4 separate regions of the Mus musculus genome follow, and all the other regions are linked to region 4. A link is a contact called in public ChIA-PET, HiChIP or PLAC-seq and promoter capture Hi-C data. All regions are on one chromosome and are shown on one strand. Each heading gives the region's core, a stretch centred on a gene start, on an enhancer-like site or on the middle of the called end of the contact. The rest is flanking DNA. Distances are from core to core; before and after follow the strand shown.

What was found. Promoter capture Hi-C pulls out the DNA fragments that hold promoters and counts their contacts. ChIA-PET counts read pairs in DNA pulled down with a chosen protein or histone mark. HiChIP or PLAC-seq counts read pairs in DNA pulled down with a chosen protein or histone mark.
Region 1: a contact with region 4 is called in an RNA polymerase II ChIA-PET map of memory CD8 T cells, with 22 read pairs. The contact joins the enhancer-like site here to the promoter of Rplp1 in region 4. A contact is called at or near these places in 5 of 39 promoter capture datasets (the C10 cell line, the SN4741 cell line, embryonic stem cells and 2 more), 1 of 484 Hi-C or Micro-C datasets (bone marrow-derived macrophages), 13 of 115 datasets of contacts at active chromatin or transcription factors (the NIH/3T3 cell line, acute myeloid leukemia, astrocytes and 10 more) and 2 of 9 other capture datasets (adipose tissue and macrophages).
Region 2: a promoter capture Hi-C map of neural stem cells shows a contact between it and region 4. The contact joins the enhancer-like site here to the promoter of Rplp1 in region 4. A contact is called at or near these places in 12 of 39 promoter capture datasets (the C10 cell line, HPC-7-derived erythroid cells, the SN4741 cell line and 8 more), 4 of 484 Hi-C or Micro-C datasets (B cells, CD4 T cells, the G1E-ER4 cell line and 1 more), 17 of 115 datasets of contacts at active chromatin or transcription factors (CD8 T cells, acute myeloid leukemia, craniofacial prominence and 12 more) and 1 of 9 other capture datasets (macrophages).
Region 3: a contact with region 4 is called in an H3K4me3 HiChIP or PLAC-seq map of bone marrow-derived macrophages, with 5 times the contacts expected there. The contact joins the enhancer-like site here to the promoter of Rplp1 in region 4. A contact is called at or near these places in 4 of 39 promoter capture datasets (embryonic stem cells, liver and pre-B cells), 1 of 484 Hi-C or Micro-C datasets (bone marrow-derived macrophages), 12 of 115 datasets of contacts at active chromatin or transcription factors (the NIH/3T3 cell line, bone marrow-derived macrophages, embryonic basal ganglia and 8 more) and 2 of 9 other capture datasets (adipose tissue and macrophages).

Annotation. Positions count from the first base shown.
Region 1 is chr9:61,330,503-61,333,963 of GRCm38.p6, forward strand. No RefSeq gene overlaps it. Among named protein-coding and RNA genes, the nearest start is that of Gm34264, 3.6 kb to the left of the region's middle. Within about 2 kb of position 1,884, at least 21 of the 459 cell types and tissues checked have an H3K27ac peak or open chromatin away from gene starts, as enhancers often do. A contact at or near this core is called in memory CD8 T cells, where this site is marked.
Region 2 is chr9:61,349,108-61,352,754 of GRCm38.p6, forward strand. No RefSeq gene overlaps it. Among named protein-coding and RNA genes, the nearest start is that of Gm39349, 11 kb to the left of the region's middle. Within about 2 kb of position 2,189, at least 45 of the 459 cell types and tissues checked have an H3K27ac peak or open chromatin away from gene starts, as enhancers often do. A contact at or near this core is called in embryonic limb bud, neural stem cells, pancreatic cancer cells and 1 more, where this site is marked.
Region 3 is chr9:61,307,926-61,311,569 of GRCm38.p6, forward strand. No RefSeq gene overlaps it. Among named protein-coding and RNA genes, the nearest start is that of Gm51683, 5.0 kb to the right of the region's middle. Within about 2 kb of position 2,291, at least 31 of the 459 cell types and tissues checked have an H3K27ac peak or open chromatin away from gene starts, as enhancers often do. A contact at or near this core is called in adipose tissue, bone marrow-derived macrophages, embryonic limb bud and 1 more, where this site is marked.
Region 4 is chr9:61,912,584-61,916,304 of GRCm38.p6, forward strand. Rplp1 (ribosomal protein, large, P1) reads right to left here and starts at 1,927. Exons shown (of 3, transcript NM_018853.3): 1 at 1,774-1,927; 2 at 1,305-1,379; 3 at 700-938. The coding sequence starts at 1,845. The coding sequence ends at 741.

The sequences.
Region 1 (3,461 bases), core at 634-3,133, 580 kb before region 4:
CACAGACCACCCATTCCTTTCAAACACTGTTCCTAGCAACCTCAGAAACCCACCTATGTCAGTCTATGACCCTCTCTAACAACTATCAGCCTTGGACAGTTTCTGATTCTCTGGTAAATCCTGGTCTAAGAGTAGGAGGACCAGTCTAGCCTGAACTGGTTTAGGGTACACGTATGGTAAGGTTAAACTGTGTCCTCAAGTGAACTTCTAAGAGAGAGTCTTTTATTTGCCATCTTATGCTTGTATATAACTGGGTATGCAGAGGAATAAAATCTGATGCATGATGGGAAAGCTTATTTGATTGAATCAATCAATCAAAACATAACATTGTCCTCATCCCACCCCTAGTAGCCAAACGCCTTCTCTTCAGCTACATAAAGGAGAAGCCCACACAGTAATCCGAGGGCGTAAACACTTCCCTTCCATGTGGCTTGCAAAATATTCTGACCCGTTCTATAGTTTTGCTTTGAGTCAAAGGTCCTCGCTATGTGGGCAATCAGTGTGAGCCTTCACTTCAACTCCTTGAGTAAAGGGCCGAGAACCTGAAAACACCCGGCCCACACCCTGATTACCAGTAACAGCCGCAGAAGTACAACCGAGGGATGAGGTGGGGGAGGCTTGGAGGCAAAATTTGAATATTATCCAGGGTGTTGCTTTAGACATTTAGAAAGCAATATTGGTAGACATTTCGTGCGGGTCTTAGAGCAGAGAAAACTGAGCAGATGACAGAGGCGAAGAGATGTCATATCAAGGAAAACCAAACTGATCATGACTTCCCAGAGGGAACAGAATCTTAGTCGAGGGGTACCGGTGTTGTCACAGCCATGGTAATGTAAACACAGTCCAAGACTGTAACAGACAGCACCAGGTGGGAGCTTCTGAGCAGGGACAGTAGTGAAGTCCTCAGTGACCAAAGCAAGAGGTCAATAGGTCATGGGGGCAGCCTCACAGCAGGGCCTTTAGAAGCATAGAAACATGAATGGGAGACGGCACCTGGGGTCAGACCCAGTCCCTCACCACACAATGCCTGCAACTGGACAGCAGTGGCACACACCCTTGGTCCCAGCACTTGGCCAGGCCTGAGGCAGGCCGATCTGTGAGTTCCAGGCCAGCCTGATCTACAGAGGGAGTTTCAGGATAGCCAAGGCTACACAAATAAACCCTGTCCCAAAAAACAGGGAGAGGGGTGGAGAGAAGAGAAGAGAAGAGGAGAGGAGAGGAGAGGAGAGGAGAGGAGAGGAGAGGAGAGGAGAGGAGAGGAGAGGAGAGAAGAGAAGAGAAGAGAAGAGAAGAGAAGAGAAGAGAAGAGAAGAGAAGAGAAGAGAAGAGAAGAGAAGAGAAGAGAAGAAGAGAATCTGGCCTATAGACAGGCTCAGTAGGTAAAGGCACTTGCTAGTAAATCTGATGTCTGAGTTCCATCCCTGGGACCTACCCAAATGGTCCTCTAACCTCAACAGTGTTGCACTGTATGTGCACTTGTAGGCGCTCACACACACACACACACACACACACACACACACACACACACACACTATACAAAAGGAAAGAAACGTAGAACAAAGAATTGGCTCTATGACTGAGGCCGAGGCTAAGGCCTGTGAAACTGCTTTCCTGGGAGAGTAATGGAGGGGTGTGCACTCGGAAGCAGGGGCCGGCTAGTTTGCATCCCAAGCCATTTAGATTTATTTATATTACTTTGAGAATGGTAAGAATTAATTTCCAATTTTCTCCAGCTCCATTGTAAATGTCAGCTCCCTGTGTGGCTTATGAAGCCAGGCTGACCCAGCTCCACATTTCAGCCCAGCGTAACTGCTAAGGCTCAGTACATTACTGAGTTCTCGAAGAGGGCTGCGGCTTCCTGTTTGCCCCCAACCTGATTCTTTCACTTTCCTGTTCCTTGCTCTGATCCATATTTCTGGTCACTGACTTTCTGTGGTTTTAGAGACACTCTTGCTTTGAGTCAGCATTTCAGTCTTGGTTTTCTCTCTCTCTTCTCTCCTGGGTTCCCATTGCCCAGGATCAGGGGTTCTCACCCAGCCCCAGGCTCCTTGGCTGCCATCTTTACACTGCCTCTGCCCGTCAGCCCGCTGTTGGTTGGAGCGAAGGTGATTGTCACACCCAAGCACAGCAACTCCAATCTTTGGGAAATGTGTAATTGAGTTTGAGAGTCAGGCAGCCAAACAGGCTGTTTTCTCAGACCTGGGGAAATGTAAATGAAGGCACTGTGGGCTGGAAGTGTTCCAGGTATATGGGCACGAAGGGCAGACAGTCAAACAGTCATCTGGAAAGACAGCTCAGAGGAGAGACTTATTCAATCAGCAGGGAAGCTGGCTGGAGAGGCAGGGTTAAGGAGACAGGCCAAGGGAGGCAGTGGTTACTAATGGATCTTCATAGGGCCTTGAGTTCCATGAGTTTGTGTTTCACTGGGCCAAAGCTCCTTTCATGATAAAGTTAACTTGAACTAATTTCTGTTACTTATGACCCTAAGAATCTTAAGTGAGAAGCAACTCAACTCCTCTCCCTACCCTCAGCCTGGGTGAGGCAGTGTTAAGTAGACAGTGACATCTCTGAGTCTCTAGTCTCCCATTCCACTCCCCCAGTGACACCAGGTCCTCTGAGCTGCTGTGAAGGCTGTGGCTCACTGGGGTGAGAGGAAAACAGGCTCCCTACCTCCCACTGCCCTGCTAAGGCCAGGGATAAAGTACAGAACCAACGGACTCTTAAGCAAAGATGGGGAAGATGAGGGTGGACTCCCCCACCACCACAGCTGCTCAGGGGCCAGCACTTCTCCAGCTTCTTCCCTTCTTGTCTGGATCAGCCTAACTTCCTGTTGCATGACACCTAAGAGCTCCAGGGTGAAGGAATCAAAGCAGACTGTATGTGCATGTGTTGCACGTAGCTCCAGCAGTTTTCACCGTCATACTTCATTTTTTGAGAACTGTGGGAACAGTGACGTTCTCAGTAGCAGTAGTTGGAGAGTCCTACTAGGCTTGGCAGGCAATGGTCACTTTGGAAAGTCTCTAAATGACTGATGGCCACTGGACAGACACAGTACCAGAGAGGTGGAAAGAACTTGAAACACGGGGTCTGCAGATCTGTGGGACCTGAATGCAGGGGCTGGCTTCTTGTGTGCTGTAGGAATGTGTTTCAGTGGTTGTCACTAGGCTACCCAGACTGGGAAGCAAGCTGGGACTCGGCTGCAGGAAGACTATGTAGTTTGTTTTTCTCCAGTTTTGTCTAAGAATTCCATCTCCTCCTGTTTTCACACTGTCATCTCTGTAACAATGTCTGTGCCCTCTCAAGCCCAGATTCCCTTCAGTCCCCTCTCTTAGATAACCACGTATCACAACTTCTTTTCTATCACTGTGATAAACACTCTGACCAAAGGTAACTTGGGAGCGAAAGGGTTTACTTGGCTTATACTAACAGGTCCCAATCCATCACTGAGGGGCCCTGGACTC
Region 2 (3,647 bases), core at 939-3,438, 560 kb before region 4:
CTTCCAGATGGACCAAAAGAGACCCATGCCTTGCATCTTTGAGGCAACAACACTGAGCCCAGTTGCTTGGCCCCCCTCACCTTTCAGTAGAAGTGTTTAATCAATGCTACCTCATTCCCAGAGCTATTCAGATCCTCCCAAGGCTTGGGTTTGGTTTTGGGGTTTGGTTGCTATGATAAATACCCTGATGAAGGCAACTTACTGGAGAGAAGACTGACTAAGCTCAATCATGTGGAGGTTGAGGGTCCCAGCAGTCAGAGCTCGAGGCACCTCATGACGTTGTATTCACAGTCAAGAAGCAGTTATGGGATGCTTACATTCCACTCCATCTCTCTTTTTATTCAGTCCAGGGGCCATCCAGCCCATGATATACGGTGTGGCCTACATTCAGGGTGGAACCTCCCATCTCAGTTCACCCACATAAGGAAAAACCCTTACAGTCATGCCCAAAGGCCTTTCTGGTCTACACAATCTCTCACTGAGACTCCCTTTCCAGGTAATTCCAAATCTTGTCATGGCAACGATCAACACTAACCATGCTTTGGTCAGCATGGGCTGGATAAAACAAGTCCAGACCTCTGTGGTAAGTCATCAAATTGGATTTCTTGCTCACTAGTATTCTATGTGTATCCTAGGTCGGGAGGCACTTGGCGAAAGTTGGGGAAAACAGCCACCTCTTCAAGCACTGCTGGCCTGTCACCATGCAGGAAGAAACAGGAAGCACTCGTCACCCTAGAATGATGGCCACTTCCTCTCACACATCATTGTCTGGAACTGTTCCCATGGCTCCACCTAAGCACATTGGGTCAAGAAGTGAAATTCCACCCAGTGCCCAGAAGGAGAAGCAGGAGTGTAGTGCAGTTGCTACCACAGCATGGGCTTTAAAAGGAGAATGAAAACCCGCAAGACAGCTCAGTGGGTGAAAGAGCTTGGCGGGGCCAGCCCGGTGACATCTGTTCAAGCTCTGGAACTCAAAAAAGGCGGAAGGAGAGAACCAACCCCAAAAAGTTGTTTTCTGTCCTCCACACACTGTCCCTACACACACACACACACACACACACACACACCTTTAAAGCTGAGTAGGAATGAAATCCTTTGCTGGGGCGTGGTGAGGGGACTGGGAATGTGCACATTCAGCAAGTTCCGCACAGCACATGGTACTGGATGCTCAATGCATGCCTAGTGACAAACATCCAGGTAGCTCCAAATGCTCTCTCTGCCCCCTTTTTCTCTTTTCCTTCCACACTTACTCTCTGGGTCCCTACTGATTGTGGTGAGAAGAGAAAGCCTTCATAGAATGGATGATGATCGGACCCAGTATATGAGAAGAGGTGACTCGAAAGGAGGGAAGGTGTGGACAAAGGCTGGGAAGACCATGTGCATAGTCAGCAATGCAGGGACAAATGTCACAGCAGAAGGTCACTCACGGATACTACCTACCTTCAGTAGAGGGCTATCCTCAGCACAAGAGAGAAAGAGCTGCATTCTGAAGTCAGTGCGCCAATCAGGAAGATTCCTTGATATGCCTGCCCATAACCCTGAACTGCGAAAATTTTCCTTGGGAAATGAGTCAGAGTTGGGTGAACAGAAACTTAGTTCTGAGCACTGGGAGATGGCTTGGTGGATAAGAGTGTCTAATGTTCACACATGAGATCCTAAGTTCAAATCCCCAGGACCTATGTGGAAGCCAAGTGACCCTCTTGTAACTCTAGCACTGAGGAGAGTGGAAACCAGGGATTCCCAACTAGCACAACCCTCAACTGGGAGCTCCAGCCTCAGTGAGACCCTGTCTCAAGGGGACAAGGCAGACAATAGCAGGTCAGAGCACCTGATGCCCTCTGCCGCTAACTAATTCATGTGAACAGTCATGTGCCACCACTACCCTCAGCCTTAAGACAAAGGTGAGAGAGACAGAAACTTTTATGTGAGACCTAGCTCTCTGCTGAGGCCTACACCTCCTGACTGAAGTCCCGAGTCCCCTCCAAAGTCCTAGGACATTCTCCCCAAAGCACAGAGCCTAACCTTCTCTTTCCCTTCTGTTGCCAGAGGCTGCATTTCTGGGTGACCACATTTGCCCCCGGGATAAGTCTTTTCCCTTCTATTTGCATTAGTAACTGCTCAAAGTCCCACGAGGCCCTGGAGCCCAGCCAGCCACATCCTCTCACACTGGACCAATTGTTTGTGGCAAATGCCTTGCTTTTGAACTCTGGACCTCTGAGAGGAAACAGTTTCAATAGGAATAACTCGGAACTCTCCCAGGCCCTGCCATCTGGGCGTCTGGAATGGAGCTTCCAGGATATATGGCTCTTTTGAAGGAAGCCCATTCAATGGATGATTGTACTCTCATTTAATATGCCTGGGAGTGGTCTTGTATACTGGCCAGTGGAGGGTTTTTTTTTTTTTTTTTCATTCAACACTTACTGATCTCTTACTGTGACTGAGATACTGAGATGGATATGGGGGGGAAAGCAGGGACCTTATTTCCTTACTATTTACTTATTTACTTGGTCGGTAGGTCATTTCACAAGCACCCACGCTGGTCATGAACTCACTAGGTAGTCAAGGATAAACCAGAACTTCTTTCCTCCTGTCTGCACGTCTGGAGTGCTGGGATTACAGATGTGTGCCCCACATTTTATTTAATTCCTGCTTTTGGTGGGTTTGGACAAAGAGCATGAAGTATTAAATTCTATTTCATGGGGTCATGGGGCTGAAGAGATAGCTCAGCAACTGAAGAACACTTATTCCCTTTGTAGAGAACCCAAGTTCAATTCCCAACACCCACATAGTGGTTCATAAACTTCTGTGACTCCAGTGCCAGGGGACCCAAAGCCCTCTTCTAACCTCCTCAGGAACCAGTCACACACACATGGTGCACACACATCCATGCAGGTGAAATACCCATAAAATAAGATAAATAAATGTAAAAATATTTTTAAAGTTATTGTTCTATAACTTCCTTGGTGCACTGCGTAGGGCAAAAGATGAGTTTCTGGCTCTGAAATGTAGAAGGTTCCAGAATGTTAAGGAATGACTGTCAAGGATGGGAGATATTTCTCAGGTCTCCTCTTTGGGTCCCATAGCAACCTACGACAGAGGCTGATAAAGCCCATTGCCTAAGCCCCTCCCCACAGTGATCAAGGACCTGAACACTCATCCCACGTCCCTTGACTCGGGTCACTGGACAGCTCCTGACCTCTCAGGCCACCATGGATACCACACAAGCAACCTTGCTCAATCCTCCCAGAACTGTGCTGAGCTTCCCTCATTTGTCTTCGAGTGTGTGGCGTGTAGGAGATGGGGACCCATTTCTGGGAGACTCAAAAGCCAGGCCTGCCTGGGATCTCCATCTGCCTTGATTTTCTGGCTCAATAAAAGAGACTGGGCAGACAGAAGTGACCTCCCTTGGCAATGTGCAGATAAATGATAGTTCATGTTGGCCTTGGGGTTAAGGGTTGGGACAGTCGGGGAAGCACAGGAGCCAATCTCTACTCTTGAACCCATTCCCACCCAACTGGTCTCTCTCAATCATCAAGTTTCCTCCACCCCACCCCAAATTATTCACAGCCATCCACCCTAAACCCCAAGAGGAGTGCTAGTCACTTTCTTGACCTTGGTCCAATCAGATCTTAGACATCACTTTATAG
Region 3 (3,644 bases), core at 1,041-3,540, 600 kb before region 4:
ACAACTATGTTAAGAGAGCCATGACAGCAAATTCTGATAGCAACAATGTTATGGTTTATATATATGCTCGGCCCAGGGAGTGGCACTATTGGGAGGTGTGGCCTTGTTGGAGTAGGTGTGTCACTATGGCGAGGGCTTTAAGACCCCCATCCTAGCTGCTTGGAAGCCAGTATTCTGCTAGCAGTCTTCAGATGAAGATGTAGAACTCTCAGCTACTCTAGCACCATGCCTGCCTAGATGCTGCCATGTTCCCACCTTTATGATAATGGACTGAACCTCTGAACCTGTAAGCTAGCCCTAATTAAATGTTGTCTTTATAAGAGTTGCCTTGGTCATGGTGTCTGTTCACAGCAGTAAAACTCTAACTAAGACAAACAACATATTACCAAATGACCTACAGTGTAGTCTCACAATGGCTACCATCTAAAACTGTTTTGTTTTGATACAGTCTTGCTCATTGACCCAGGCTGACCTCAAACTCATAATCTTACTGCCTCCATTTCCCATGAGGTAAGACTTCGTTTGGGTATCACCACATATAGCTATGCATCCTTCAAAAATGTTTGCCAGGTTGGAGAGATGGCTCAGCAGTTAAATGCACTGGCTGCTCTTCCAGAGGATCCAAGTTCAGTTCCCAGCAACCACTAGGCAGCTCATGACCATCTGTAACTTCAGTTCCAGGGGATCTGATGTCCTCTCTGACCTCCAAGAGCACGGTGTGCCTGAGACACACAGACAAATCACCCATTCACATGAATAATCATTTTTAAAGTTTTAAATAATGTTTGCCAAGAACTTAAAGATCCCTAAAAAGGAAACACACCAGAGTATTTGCTGGGAAAATGCACTTCATATACAGTAGGGTCTGTATTCTCTACTATTTAGACATATCAGATACCTTAGAGATTATGGATAATTTTAAGTATCAATACTAGAAATGTGTGTTTTTCTGCTTTACTTTTAAAATTGTAAAGATACTATTTTAATGTTTCTTTCAAGATTTGTTTTTATTTATGGAAGCACGTGCCCGTGAAGGCCTGAAGGGGCCATGAGTTCCCTTGGAGTAACAGACATTTGTGAGCCACGTATGGTGTGTGCTGAGATCTGAAATCTGACCCCTGATAGAACAATAGTAAATACAATTAACTGCCGAGCCGGCTCCCTAGCTCTGGTGTTTGTTTGTTTGTTTAAAGCATGTAAGATTTGCACCAAGGCCTGAACTGAAATCACATGGTGACAGATAAGGCACTTTGACAAGACTGAAGTCCACTGTGGCTTGTGTTAATTTACTAGACAACTCCTGGTGACATGCAAGTGTCTAGAGAATCCCTTCTGAGCTGTCACTCCCACACAATCAGTCATGCACGTGGATCAGAAACCACCAATGGCACTGAGAGCACAGCAGACCTCACTGGTGGCTCCTCCGGTTTCCCTGCTCTAGGCATGGAGCAAGATTTCCCTAACCAATAATGAGCTCCTGTTTTAGTAAGAGAGTGTCAGACAGAGAGAGAGGGAGAGAGAGAGGTGAGTGATGTTGACCGCTGACCTCCATACACACAGGAGACTAAAGACAGTTCCCAGTGGTGGAGCACCTGCATAGCCTTTAGGGTTCCCTGAGTTCATCACTGCAAAACACGCGAACAAGCAAATGAATCTTGTGGACGGTATACCACTTTAAATCCAGGACTGGCTGGGTTGTAGCTCGTCAGCAGGGAGCTCTCAATATCCCCTTCTCCCAACTGTGAGTGCTTCTCTAGAACTGATAGGTGGTGGGCCTAAGGTAAGCCTAGCTTGTCTCCCTGAAGCCTCATCTGGGTGAACCTGGAGCAAATGTCAAGCCTATGGGTGGCACATACTCATGCTGGCTCTCCCAAGCCTTAGAGTCTTGAGATGGGTAGGAGAAGCGGCCAGCCAGGCCTGGCCTGAGCCCCAGCTGCCCTGGGCTTCCATCCACGCTGCCTCACCATGCCCTTTCCAGACACATCAGGTCCCTCCTCCTCCTTGGCAGGCATGCCCATTAGTTCATAGTGAGGACTCTTTCTTAATTGCCTTGGGACTTCCCCCTGACTAACTGGGGGAAAAGTTGGCATCCTGTCCATCATACCAGCAAAACCAATCTGAGAGCAGAAGCATGGAGTGCTGGCGAGACTGGAGATGCTGGCACATTTAGTTGGAACGATTATGTCTTTAAAAAGGCAGTTGTGCAATCTATAAAGTTTGCAGCAGGGACTCTAGTGCCCTTGGCTTCTGCTTCTGAGATATGCAAACTGCGTGTTTTCTTTAACCGTCCTCTTCCCCATGGCTCTGCCTAAGATACGAATAACCTTTTCCTCTTTTCTCTTGCTCTTGCCCACTAACTCCTGGAACCACTCGCTGTTCTTGTCCAAGCTACCTTTGAAGGAAGATTAACCCACTGGCAGGGTTAATCTTCACTTTGAGGTCTACAGACTTAGCTCTCTTGGCAGAGTACTTGCCCAGCATGTGCAAAGCCCAGGGTTCAATCCCCAGCACTGCATAAACTGGTTGTGGTGATCTGCACCACTCCTAGCAAGTGGGAGCTGGAAGCAGGCGGATCAGAGAAGTTCAAGGTTTGAGAGTAGCCTAGGATACTGCTTCAGTCTCTCAGATATCCAGGATGACAGACCAGCACCACCACGCTAGGTAGGCTGTTCACATCTCTATCCTAAACCCAGGGAGATGGATTCCAGGAAGGAAGATATCTGAAAGGGGGATTCTAAGACCCATTGCCTGAGATGAGCTGCAGATCAAAGGGCCTAGCGTCTGATGAGCTCTGCTGCACGCCAACTGCTGGCTCTTGTAGGAGGGAGTGTTATCTTCAGGCCACCACAGCCATTCCTATCCACATCGTGTAGATAAGTAGACAGAGGCTCAGAGATTAACTCAGAGGCCCAGGACCCCACAGACAGAAAGTGGCAGTAGCCTGGCAGACATGCCCCCCACTGCCCCCCTCTTCTGCGGAAAGACCAAGCCCAGTGTTGAGCAGGCAGAACCTGGCTACAGGATGTGTTGTTTGGCCCAACTGAGGCTTCTTTAAAATTTGGAAATTTTTTTTTACAGAAGTTCAGGAGAAGGGAAATTAGAAATCTGGCAAAAGAATGTTCTTGTTCCTCATGGCAAGAGTGACCTGGAACTGTGTGGGGGCTGAGACCTTTGAGCAAGCCTGGCCAGCTGTCCCGTTCCAAGTCTGTGACTGGCCTGCATGGCTCCTGTATATTGTTATCTCCTGGACTCCTAAGACTGTGCATGCCTCTGTCCCCTGGCCTGGGGACTAGCTCTGACTCGATATCTCATTGAAGGGGACAGCTAGACTATGCAGACCCTGGAGGCCTCTGACTCCATGAAACCCCTACATGCTCTGTCCCTCTTCTTTTCTCTACTGTCTCTCCCCTTCCTTCTGTCCCTGGTCTGCCCGCTCCCAGCTTGGCTTCTAGCACACTCACGCATATAAGCATGCACATACACCACACAGTACAGTGGTCTCTCTGCAGGCCTATGGACTTGGGTGTGTCTCTGTCTTTGCATCACACACACACACACACACACACACACACACACACACACACACACCCAGAGAGAGAGAGGGAGAGAGAGAGAGAGGGAGAGAGGGAGAGAGAGAGAGAGAG
Region 4 (3,721 bases), core at 677-3,176:
ATCAGTTTTGTCTGTGTAGCCCTGGGACTCACTTTGTAGACCAGGCTGGCCTCAAACTCAGAAATCCACCTGCCTCTGCCTCCCAAGTGCTGGGAAATGAAAGGCGTGCACTACCACCAGCTCAGTTAATTTCAATACAACCAAAACCATACATAATAAAACTTATGTTTTGTAGTTCAGGCTGGCTTTGAACCCACTCCCTAGCTTCTTCACTAAGGCAGAGGCAATGGGGTACCTGGCACTGTCAGCCCCAAGTCCTAAACTTTCTACATGAAGTTGTAGTTACACACCAAGCCTTGCTGCGTGACTGAATCCTTTAGGCTGCTGGTTTTACACCAGTGGACTGGTAGGTTCTCTGGCCCTTCTAGATGCTTCTGAGATCCTCAACAACTGTCAAGTTCTTCACACATGAACATCGGGAGACCCAGAGGTTATTTTGTTATTCTTGACAGTAAGAGTTAGCTCTCAGCCTGTCTGTCTGGCACTAAACAGGCTCTCTGAACAGTTGCTTGAAGGGGCTTCCTGGAGACAGACCCACCCATTCTCTACCCAGATCGTCTAGTTCTTTTGACCCAGGTCTTATTTATATAACTCATGGTGGCTTTGGTCAAGACCCTCCTTCCCTGACATTTTTTTGGGACCTGCTACCATCTCTGAAACTCCAAGAGCTTTGTGGCTTACAAGTGAGACCAGTCCACCTACAGGTTCAGCTCTTTATTAGCCAACTTAACAAAAGCAGTTTAGTCAAAAAGACCGAAGCCCATGTCATCTTCAGACTCCTCGGACTCTTCCTTCTTTGCCTCCACTTTCTTCTCCTCAGCTGGGGCGGCGGCAGTGGATGGAGCAGCACCACCAGCAGGCGCAGCTCCAGCTGCTGGAGCGGGCCCACCAGCCCCTACATTGCAGATGAGGCTCCCAATGTTGACATTGGCCAGAGCCTACAACAGAGACATAGAAAAGGCTTTTAGTTTTGTGCTGCAAGATTTAATGATTCAATTAAGCTCTTTTCACCCATGAGACCAAAGCAATGTTCAGGACTACAGGGAATCAATATACAACTGCCACCAGTTGATTGACCCCACTTGCCAGAAATAAAGCTGTTTGTATAAATAGAATGTAGCTATCCACTTTGCATGAATCTCACTGCTTCAAATGCCCAAACTTAAGAGGCAACAAAACTCATTCTCAAGCCATGGACCGTGAAGGCCTGACATAAAAGCCACATCAATAAGTACAAACTAAGATACAAAAATCAAGGCTGGTGGTGGAAATCGTACATTACCAAGTGTAACCCCAAAACTTACCTTGGCAAACAAGCCAGGCCAGAAAGGTTCGACGCTGACACCAGCTGCTTTAATGAGGGCATTGATCTTATCCTCCTGGAACACAAACGCCAACCCGTCAGAACGATCAGAATGCGGCTAAAACTCAGTCACTTATACAGAGTTAAGTTTCGTACTTGGGCTAAAGTCAACCTTAAAAAAGACAAGGCCAGGTTTGAAGGCTCAGCGGGCTGTGGGATTGTCCCGCAGGCCTGACGACCTGAGTTCGAGGCCTAAAACTTAGATAAAAACAGCCCACTCTAAACAGTAGGCCTAACATGCGCGCTCGGGACCGCCATTCACCTGTCTCGGGTTGGGCCGCGCGGGGAGGACAGAGCGCATACGCCTCACAGGCCTCCAAGTCACCGAATGCCTGAGAATGCGAAGTCCGGGCGGAGCCGGGTGTCCGCCGCACAAACACGTGGCCGGCCCGGGGTTATCCCGCACTTACCGTGACCGTCACCTCGTCGTCGTGCAGGATGAGGGCGGAGTAGATGCAAGCGAGCTCGGAGACGGAAGCCATGCTGTAGACTGCCGGCACGGTGCTAGTCGCCGGATGAAGTGAGGGCCTCACCCCAACGCGGCCTTAGCTTCCTCGGAAGGACCGAGCACCTTGGCGGCAGCTGAGGAAAAGATCATATACGCCTGCGCGCAGCTTCTTATGGGACCGCGCCGACCAATCGATGCCCGACTCGAGACGGAAGGGGCAGGGCCAAAACCGAGAGGAGGCGCGTCTGCAGAACGCAGTTCCGGATTTGCGCGTTCGACTTCCGGTGCGATTGGCCTTTGGGGCTTGCGAATATTACAAGTGCTCAACAGTAGAGATTAACAGGCTAAAGGGAGAGAGCTATCGGGGGAGACGTACTGCTTAAACTGACAGGCGCGTTCCCACGGCTTGGGTACACTGAAAAGTCGCTCTCCGCCTCAAGCCTTGCGGATCACGTGGTGGACTTCCCAACCCACCCTCACCCCGGGCGTGCGCGCCGTAGTAACTGTGTCTGTGATGAGGTTGATAAATACCACCCGGGACCCGGAGTTGCATATCAAATGCAATATATCGTGGTTAATGTTTAATTCATTACATTGAAAAAGCACAGAGGGGCGGAAGTTAAGCCATCTTGCAGCTCTCAGGTTTGGCTCCCGCACCCCGAAAAGTGCCAGGAAATCCAGTAACAGGGGCTCTGATCCTGACAGAGGTCAGCAGACACGCTCAAGTACACATAAAAGTAAACACTCTTTAAAGTGTCACGCGAGGTATGGTGAGGAAAAAACCCACAGAAGTAGGAGACCACGTGATAAAATTCGGCAACTAATTATATAGAACCCCTAGAAAACCAGGAGAGTAACTTTGATGCGCAGACATCAAAAGCAAGTATCAATAAACAAACGTTTTCCTTTGCCTCTCTTTTAGTGCATGGTACTTTGTCACAGCAATAGAAACCCCAAGTGCTCATATACACAATTAAATAAAAACACCCCTCAGGTTAGGGTACAGCTCGTGTGTGGTCAGCTTGTGTAGAGGTGACCTTGGTGCTAGAAACTTGCAACTAGAATGTAGTGCATACTAGATTAAGTGGTTTCTTTAAAGTTAATAAAATTCTAATCTCAGGACCACAAAGAAGCTATGAAACAGCAAAAGGAACCTAAGTAGAGCAATATAGTTTTCACAGATAAGAGCCTAAAACGGAGAATTTTCTCCAAGTAATATAGTTCCAATCAAAATTCTGTTCATGATCTCAGTGGAATTTGACATGGCCTTCAGTCTAAACACACACACACACACACACCCTGACAGGGTGTCATGTACCTCAGCTGGCCTTGAACTTGCTATGTGGTTGAAGATTACCTGGAATGTTGGATCTTCCTCCCCTGCCTGGGATTGATTTTAAGTATCCAGGTCATGCTGGGCTAGGGATTAACTCCAGGGCGGGTACACACTAAGCACTCCAGCCACTCAGCTACATCTCAGACCCCCTTAAGCTTACTTTGAGACATGCTCTTTTTTTTTTTTTTTTTTTTTTTTTCTTTCCGAGACAGGGTTTCTCTGTGTAGCCCTGGCTGTCCTGGAATTCACTATGTAGACCAGGCTGGCCTTGAACTCAGAAATCCACCTGCCTCTGCCTCCTAAGTGCTGGGATTAAAGGTGTGCGCCACCACCGCCCAGCTGAAACATACTCTTACTATACATTTCAAGCTGGTCTGAAAGACGTCCAGGCTGGCCTTGAATTTGTGGTAAATCCTTGTCTGAGCCTGCTGAGTGCTGGAATTAGAGGCTTACACTACCGCACCTAGCCCTAGGTGTCACTGGCAATGCAAATAGATTTGCAGGCTACAACAGAGAGCCCATGGGCACACCCTCATGCTACTGAGAATTCGATAATGTCAGCAGAGGTCCAGGG